2 separate regions of the Danio rerio genome follow, and region 1 is linked to region 2. The links are chromatin contacts, called in public Micro-C maps. All regions are on one chromosome and are shown on one strand. The core of a region is the stretch at or near the end of the contact, and the rest is flanking DNA. Distances in the headings are between cores, read along the strand shown. Region 1 holds the start of stxbp4 (syntaxin binding protein 4). Region 2 holds the start of nat9 (N-acetyltransferase 9).

Evidence for each region. Hi-C and Micro-C count contacts between places; a contact is called where the count stands out from the background.
Region 1: a Micro-C map of caudal fin shows a contact between it and region 2, with 5 times the contacts expected there. The contact joins the promoter of stxbp4 here to the promoter of nat9 in region 2. A contact is called at or near these places in 1 of 18 Hi-C or Micro-C datasets (caudal fin) and 2 of 4 datasets of contacts at active chromatin or transcription factors (caudal fin and embryo).

The regions. Positions count from the first base shown.
Region 1 is chr12:33,966,822-33,970,478 of GRCz12tu, reverse strand. stxbp4 (syntaxin binding protein 4) reads right to left here and starts at 1,800. Exons shown (of 24, transcript XM_009306799.5): 1 at 1,757-1,800. cox11 (cytochrome c oxidase assembly homolog 11 (yeast)) reads left to right here and starts at 1,891. Exons shown (of 5, transcript NM_001082958.1): 1 at 1,891-1,922.
Region 2 is chr12:33,688,391-33,692,090 of GRCz12tu, reverse strand. nat9 (N-acetyltransferase 9) reads left to right here and starts at 1,734. Exons shown (of 7, transcript NM_001328002.1): 1 at 1,734-1,903; 2 at 1,979-2,065; 3 at 2,140-2,249. The coding sequence starts at 1,989. LOC137490454 (a long non-coding RNA gene) reads right to left here and starts at 1,723. Exons shown (of 5, transcript XR_012388081.1): 1 at 1,642-1,723; 2 at 1,397-1,456.

The DNA of each region.
Region 1 (3,657 bases), core at 551-3,050, 280 kb before region 2:
GGGTCTGTGAACAGTACATGTGTATGTAGCCTACTGTACAGACTTTCTTTGATCCTTCAGTTTAATAAGTTTGCACAGTTTTCATACTGTACAAAATATCTTTAACAATTATGTACTTCATCAACATTTGTACAGTTAAAGCAATTATTTAAAGAATGTTAATACTTTATGCATTGAGATTTATTTCTGATGAGTTCCTTATATATCATTTATAGTTTTAACATGTATTTACACTATTGTTTTTATCTAAATTCATTTAAGAAACATTTAAACATTGCAGGTAATTTTACTGTTTGTCTCTAAAAATAAAATTATCATGCAAAGGATTGTCGTGTGAAAAAAATCACGCAAAAAGTTTTGAAGGTTGTAATTATGTCTGTATGTTTCTTGTTAAATAGAATAAATATATTAACAGCATCAGGGACTTTATCAGTAAAATAAAATATCCACAAAACTGTATAGAAAGTACATAAGTGTAGTCAGTTCTTTAACTTTAACCAGAGTCAGTTTAAACATGAGTACTTTGCCCTCTCTGTCCACTTTTTCAATTTAATGTGTACTTGGTTGGTAAAAAAAAAAAAAAAAAAACATATGTGTGCATGCGTACACTAGCATAAACACTGACTGGCACGTGTTATAATAATATAATTTTTTTAAAACAAGAAGCTCAGGATATATTTTTGCACTCATTCAGAATAAATACAGGAATTAGAGATTGAAATTCAAGACCTTTTAAGACCTTTTTTAGGACTCTTTCCATACATCTTAAAACCTTATAAACACTTTAGGTTTCAACCGTAAACACCAGCGAGACTTTAACTTACAGTATAACTACTGAATATTAATGTAAGAAACTAATCCAAAACTAAAACATTATTCACATACTGAATAAAAATCTAATAAATCTAGCTAATTCAGCCGGTTGGTGCATAGAACTGCAGGAATAACCGTGTTTTCTTGATTACTGCAGTAAACAAAGCAGCATGATTTCAAATCTATTAGGATTTCATTGATTTTTATAAACTACACAGCATCCTGATATTCACAGATTTAATTCAGGCAAACTTTAGCATACATACAATAATCAAAAATTATATAAAAATTAATACCTTGCAAAATAGCATTTAAGACTTTTTACTACTTTTTCAGGGCCTTACATTTCTCTACAATGATTTATCAACTTTTAATACCTTGTAAGACCCCGCGGACACCTTGTCATTATAAATGTAAATAAATACAAAAACACTAGTTATATTAACCACCTTTCCAGATTTTGTGTAATACTTCTGTAGTAAATGATGATAAAGCAACAAAAAGTAAACTTCCATAAGTGTGATGCTTAGCTAAGTTATGCCTTAAGGTTTTCAGAACAACTAACTTTACCTGCACATTTTACCTTGAAACTTAATGTGGCCTAAGCTCGTATGTAGAAACAAAACTTAACAGTTACTTCCCCTAAAAACTACATGTACACCGCCACATTCCTATTCTATATTGTCGTTTATTAAAGGGTTACACATATATAATTGCACAACTTAATCTAGCTTTTGAAATCCGTCCTGTAACTTAACGTACAGGTCTATTTTGCTGTGAGAATATTGAGGAAATGTTTGCATTTAAAAAAGCTATTAAGCCGGTTCTTGAACGTCTTAATTAACATAATTCAAGTAAGACCTTAAGAAAGATTAGTAATATGTAATATACTGTATGTTTTGTAATAATCACATTTTCACCCATCAACGAGCACGTACTGTACCTCAAACCCGTTGATGCAGAATCCGCCGGAACTGTAGCAGTAGTGGCTTCTTGTTTCCGGGGAACGCAAATCTGTTGCGCCAAAAGGCTAGCGTTGAACTTGATGTTTTGTAACATGCTGTTGAAGGGTGAACAGTTTATGGACATAATCGTTTACTGTGAGTCAGGTAAGTCTACATCATCTTCTGTTTGGGAAGTCATGTTATTTGAAGTTTGGCTTGGTCACCGTAAAAATACAAAGCAACGTTTATGACTTGTTAACAGAATGGCTGAGCCTGTTAGCATTGTCAATTTTTGTACTAAATACTACAATTAAAAAGTTTGGGATCAGTTTTTCGTCAAGTTTATATTTATTTGTTAAAAAATAATGAAGTGTGTAAGTTTTTTGAGTGCAAACTGCAAAGCTGAATTGGCCATCCTTGCAGTGTTTAGTCTTACCTGAACCTTGAGAAAGAAATAATAAGCAGAAAATTAGTTATTCTTTATTCATTCTTTATTTCACTCCGTTTAATACAAAGGCATTGCTAAACTATCTTAACTTAAATTTAGAATTGAGTGTGTTGTATTTCCACTACATTTGAAATATAGATTAAGAAAAAAAGCTATTTAAAAAAATGCACTGTTTTCCCAGCTTCTAAGGTAGAGCTGTATTTTAACAACTATATATTCATATGTAGATATAACATGAAATAGATATCTAGGCATATTGATATTGTAATGTGCACATTTGCAATAGTCACATCGCAAGATATGCAATGTTGAGTCTGAATTATAGCTAAGCCCCACAGAGCACATCTGATTTATTTTTGTCACTGCTAAGCTAATAGAATTAAAGTTTATCATTTTATGTTTTTTTAACGCCTTTGACTGAACATTTCAAGAGAATTTGGGTAGAAATGTGTATGTTTGGAGGTGTAACAAACATGAATTGTTTTTAATTATTTATTTTATTTATGCAAAAAAGATTTCACTTACCCCACTTTCTTGATCTACAAAAATGTTTAGATATTTTGAAACAAGCTAATTTTTTGCATTGTGATTATTCAATTTCTGTACCTGAATGCTGTTAAACCCTCCAGAAAACCATCTAATAGGGCTATAAAAACTATGTGAAACTGCATTCATATAGCAATATTTATTGCAGGATGATGACATATTGCTGTTAGGTCACGTGTGGAACCTGTTTGTTGTGGTTCTCTTTTGTGGTTCTTGTTTTGATTTGCAGAGCCTGCATGATTGCTGATTTGTGGGTGGGTCATCTCACCTGAGACCTGTTATGTGGTGCCTATAAAAAGTCCAATATTTGACATGAGAAGAGAGCTCGGTTAGCCAGACCTCCCTGCCTGGCATTTTGGTTTTATTTTAGTTTGTTTTGGATCATGAGCTCAGTTCACTACCATGCACGTTTTTCACTACTGACTTCCATTTACAGTATACTGACTTTGATTTCTTTAAATACTTTGGTTAATTGTACTTTTTTGTTAATAAAATATTTCTCTTTTTAATTTACCCGCTACGTATTGTCTCTCTAGCGGTAAAATTTTGAGCTGGTTGTAACAATTGCATAATAAGATTTTTCCAATATTGTGCAGCCCTAATATATATGTTTTATCCAAGGTTATTGTATTATCAGAATCTTATACCAGTCCATGCCCATGTCTGTGTGTGTATGTGTATATATATATATATATATATATATATATATATATATATATATATATATATATATATATATATAGATAGATAGATAGATAGATAGATAGATAGATAGATAGATAGATAGATAGATAGATAGAAAGGCAGGCAGGCATACACTGATGTAAGATTCTGATGGTATGGTAACCTTGGATAAAAATATCACGGTATTGTAATTACTGCTCTAAAATTTGTAGCTTTTAAATG
Region 2 (3,700 bases), core at 485-2,984:
CATTAAAAATATTTAACACTAAATTCAAATATCCCTAAACAACTATTTTAAGATTTTTGAGTTCTCTCTTATGTTTTTTTATAAGAAATTAAACAAATAAATAAAAAAAAACATCTGAAAACATTTTTGGTCTAATCATATGCCTATAAAATACTGCATGCAATATATATTAGTCTAGTCCATCTATGATACATTCAATAACCAGTGATGTTGATATCAATAATATTGCAACAACAAAAAAAAAAGCCAGGTTACATAAATTCATGAGGTTCTGTTTGCACCACACCAGAGGAGGAGAAGAAAGCGCAGGCTTAATTGTTCCAAATCAGTTCAGCCAAATATGACTGAATATGCGAGATTTGAAAACAATAACTTCAGAGAATGTGAAACTTTTATGAAAACTTTTTAATCACTTTTCTCATTTCTGAAATCTCATATAAGACTACTTCTGTGTTTGTGAAAAAAAAAACACGAGAGCAACACGAGGGAGAGAAAATATGACAGGACTGCACAAAAATGTAACTAAATAAATGTATGCGAACTTCATTAAATATTTAATGTAAATTACTGACCAAATTAGTTCACGTTTAAAAATAAATCATCCATTTGAACTGTTGGTTGATTGGTTTGTGTTTAGGAAAGATGTTTATTTAAGCATGTTTTCAAATGGGAATGTTTCCATCACATTTTTAAAATACAAACTAGCAAGTAACAAAGGCAACAAATAGCTATAAAAAAAAAGTTCACAAATCAATTATTCATTGCTAATACCAAAGAAATCTTGTTAATATTCACTACTGCTGCTGTTTTTCCTCCAAATTTCTGTCACTTCCAAGACGATGATGGCTTTATAAGCTGTATTTTGTTCATTAAAGATATACAATGACAGAAAATAAATGATTGGCAAATATTTCTAAGTGACTATGAACATATTTTGCCATATTCCCATATACTGTGGTGTGCGTTTTACAGAATAGGTATAGTTAGCATAACTGATTGTCCAACATAAAAAAATATTGAATTTCATAATTTAATTAAGATGGCTGCAAAACAGTAACTACTTCTGTGTTTTGTGGAAGAAGAAATAACATAAGAACAACATGAGGGAGAAAAATTATGACAGGACTGCACAAAAATGCAACTAAATTACTATAAATGTTAAATGTATGCGTCTTTAAAACTTTATTGAGAAATATTTGATGTAAGTTAAGCAATGTTGTTCACGTTGGTTGATTGGTTTGTGTTTAGGAGAGATAAAAACGAAGCAAATTTTTAAATGGGAATGTTTCCCTAACATTTTTGAAGTACAAATTAAGTGGCAAAGGCAACAAATATAAAAATAGCATGCAAATTAATTAACCATTGCTAATACCAAAGGAACGTTGCTAATACTCACTTCTGCTGCTGTTATTCCTCCAAAATGCTGTCACTTCCTGGACGATGATGGCACAAGGAGCTGTATTTTGTTCATTAAAAATGACAGAAAATTAATGATTAGATATTATTTAAGCGAATATGAACATAATTTGCCATATTCTCATATACTGTGGTGTACGTTTTACAGTATAGCTATAGTCAGCATAAATGATTGTCCAACACAGAAAAATGATAATGAATTTCATAATTCAATTGACTACAAACAGCAAATTCGACTGAAGTCATTTTAAACTCTTCCCGTGAAAAAGCTGTGGTCTTCCGCCCTCTTGTGTTCCAGAATAAAAACTCGCAACATTTTCCACGCATGCTGATGACGTCTTTCACACGCGCCGCAGTTTATGCGAGTTGTATTGAAACTCGCAAGATCGCAATAAAATCTATGTAGTGTGAAACACCGAACATGCACTTAAATTAAACAAATGGACATTATTTGAGCGACCGTTCTATATTCAATTCTGAATTCAAGGTATGACGGTGACCAAAATGCTAAACTGCTAATTTGAATACCTAGTTGTGCTTGTTTACACACTTTATTTTACAGGCTGCTTATAATGAGGATAAATGAAGATACGCTACTGGAGGGGGAGAAGGTTGTTTTGGTTCCTTACAACGCAGAACATGTTCCCAGGTATTGTTAAGTGTTTCATTATTATTATGTTGGGGTCTCAGTGCATTTTAGCCTCATTTGACTCCTCTTTTCAGGTATCATCAGTGGATGTGCTCTCCTGACCTGCAGAAGCTGACCGCATCAGAGCCGCTGACTCTGGAGCAGGAGTATGACATGCAGACGAGCTGGAGAGAAGATGATGACAGTGAGCATTTTACACCATACCTCTGTATACGTTGTGAGAGTACATTTCCTCACATAAATCAGACATATGGTTAAAATATGCTATTTACATATGTGACATACAAGTTTATTAGGATCCGAAATGTTGTGAAAATGGCCGTTTACATATATATTTATTCCAACCATTGGAATTACAGATATGCACATATACAGTGCTCAGCACAAATGATTACCTCAACCTCACAGATCTAATTTTAAAATAAATATTTTCTATAAGATAATATATTACAACAATATATTTGTGTGTATACTCACTAGCCACTTTATTAGGTACATCTGTAAAACTCCTTAACACACATTTCTAATCAGGCAATCACGTGGCAGCAACTCAGTGTAGACATGGTCAAGACGATCTGCTGAAGTTCAAACCGAGCATCAGAATGGGGAAGAAAGGTGGTTTAAGACACTTTGAACGTGGCCTGGTCTGAGTATTTCAGAAACTGCTGATCTACTGGGATTTTCATGCACAACCATCTATAGGGTTTACAGAGAATGGTCCTAAAAGAAGAGATGATATCTAATGAGTGGCAGTTCTGTGGGCACAAATGGCTTGTTGACGTCAAAGGAAAATGGCCAGACTGGTTCCAGCTGATAGAAAGTCAACTGAAACTCAAATAACCACATGATACAATCGAGGTATGCAGAAGAGCATCTCTGAACACACAACATGTCGAACCTTGCGGCAGATGGGCTACAGCAGCAGAAGACCTAACTAGGTGCCACTCCTGTCAGCTAAAATTAGGAAACTGAGGCTACAATTCGCACAGGCTCACCAAAATTGGACAATAGACAATTGGAAAAACAGACATTCGGATGGTAGGGTCAGAATTTGGCATCAACAGCATGGATCGATCCTGCCTTGTATCAACAGTTCAGGCTGGTGGTGTTATAGTGGGGTATATTTAATAACAATTGAGCATCGTGTCAATGCCACAGCCTACCTGAGTATTGTTGCTGACCATGTCCATCCCTTTATAACCATTTCTGATGCCTACTTCCAGCTGAATAACACATTATGGCATAAAGCGTGAATAATCTCAGACTAGTTTCTTGAACATGACAATTAGTTTACTGTACTCAAATGGCCTCCACAGTCACCCGAACTCAATTCAATAGAGAGAGCACCTTTGGGATGTGGTGGAACGGGAGATTTGCATAATGGATGTGCAGCCGACAAATCTCCAGCGACTGCATGATGCTAGCATGTCAAAATGGCCCAAAATCTCTGGAGAATATTTCCAGTACCTTGTTGAATCTTGGCCACAAAAGATTAAGGCAGTTCTAAAGGCAAACAGGTCCAACCGGGTACTAGTAAGGTATAGCTAATAAAGTGGGCAGTGAGTGTACATTAGATTTGTCAGTACCAACACCAAAACTGGAACAAATCTTACAAGAAAATTTAAGATCCCAGTC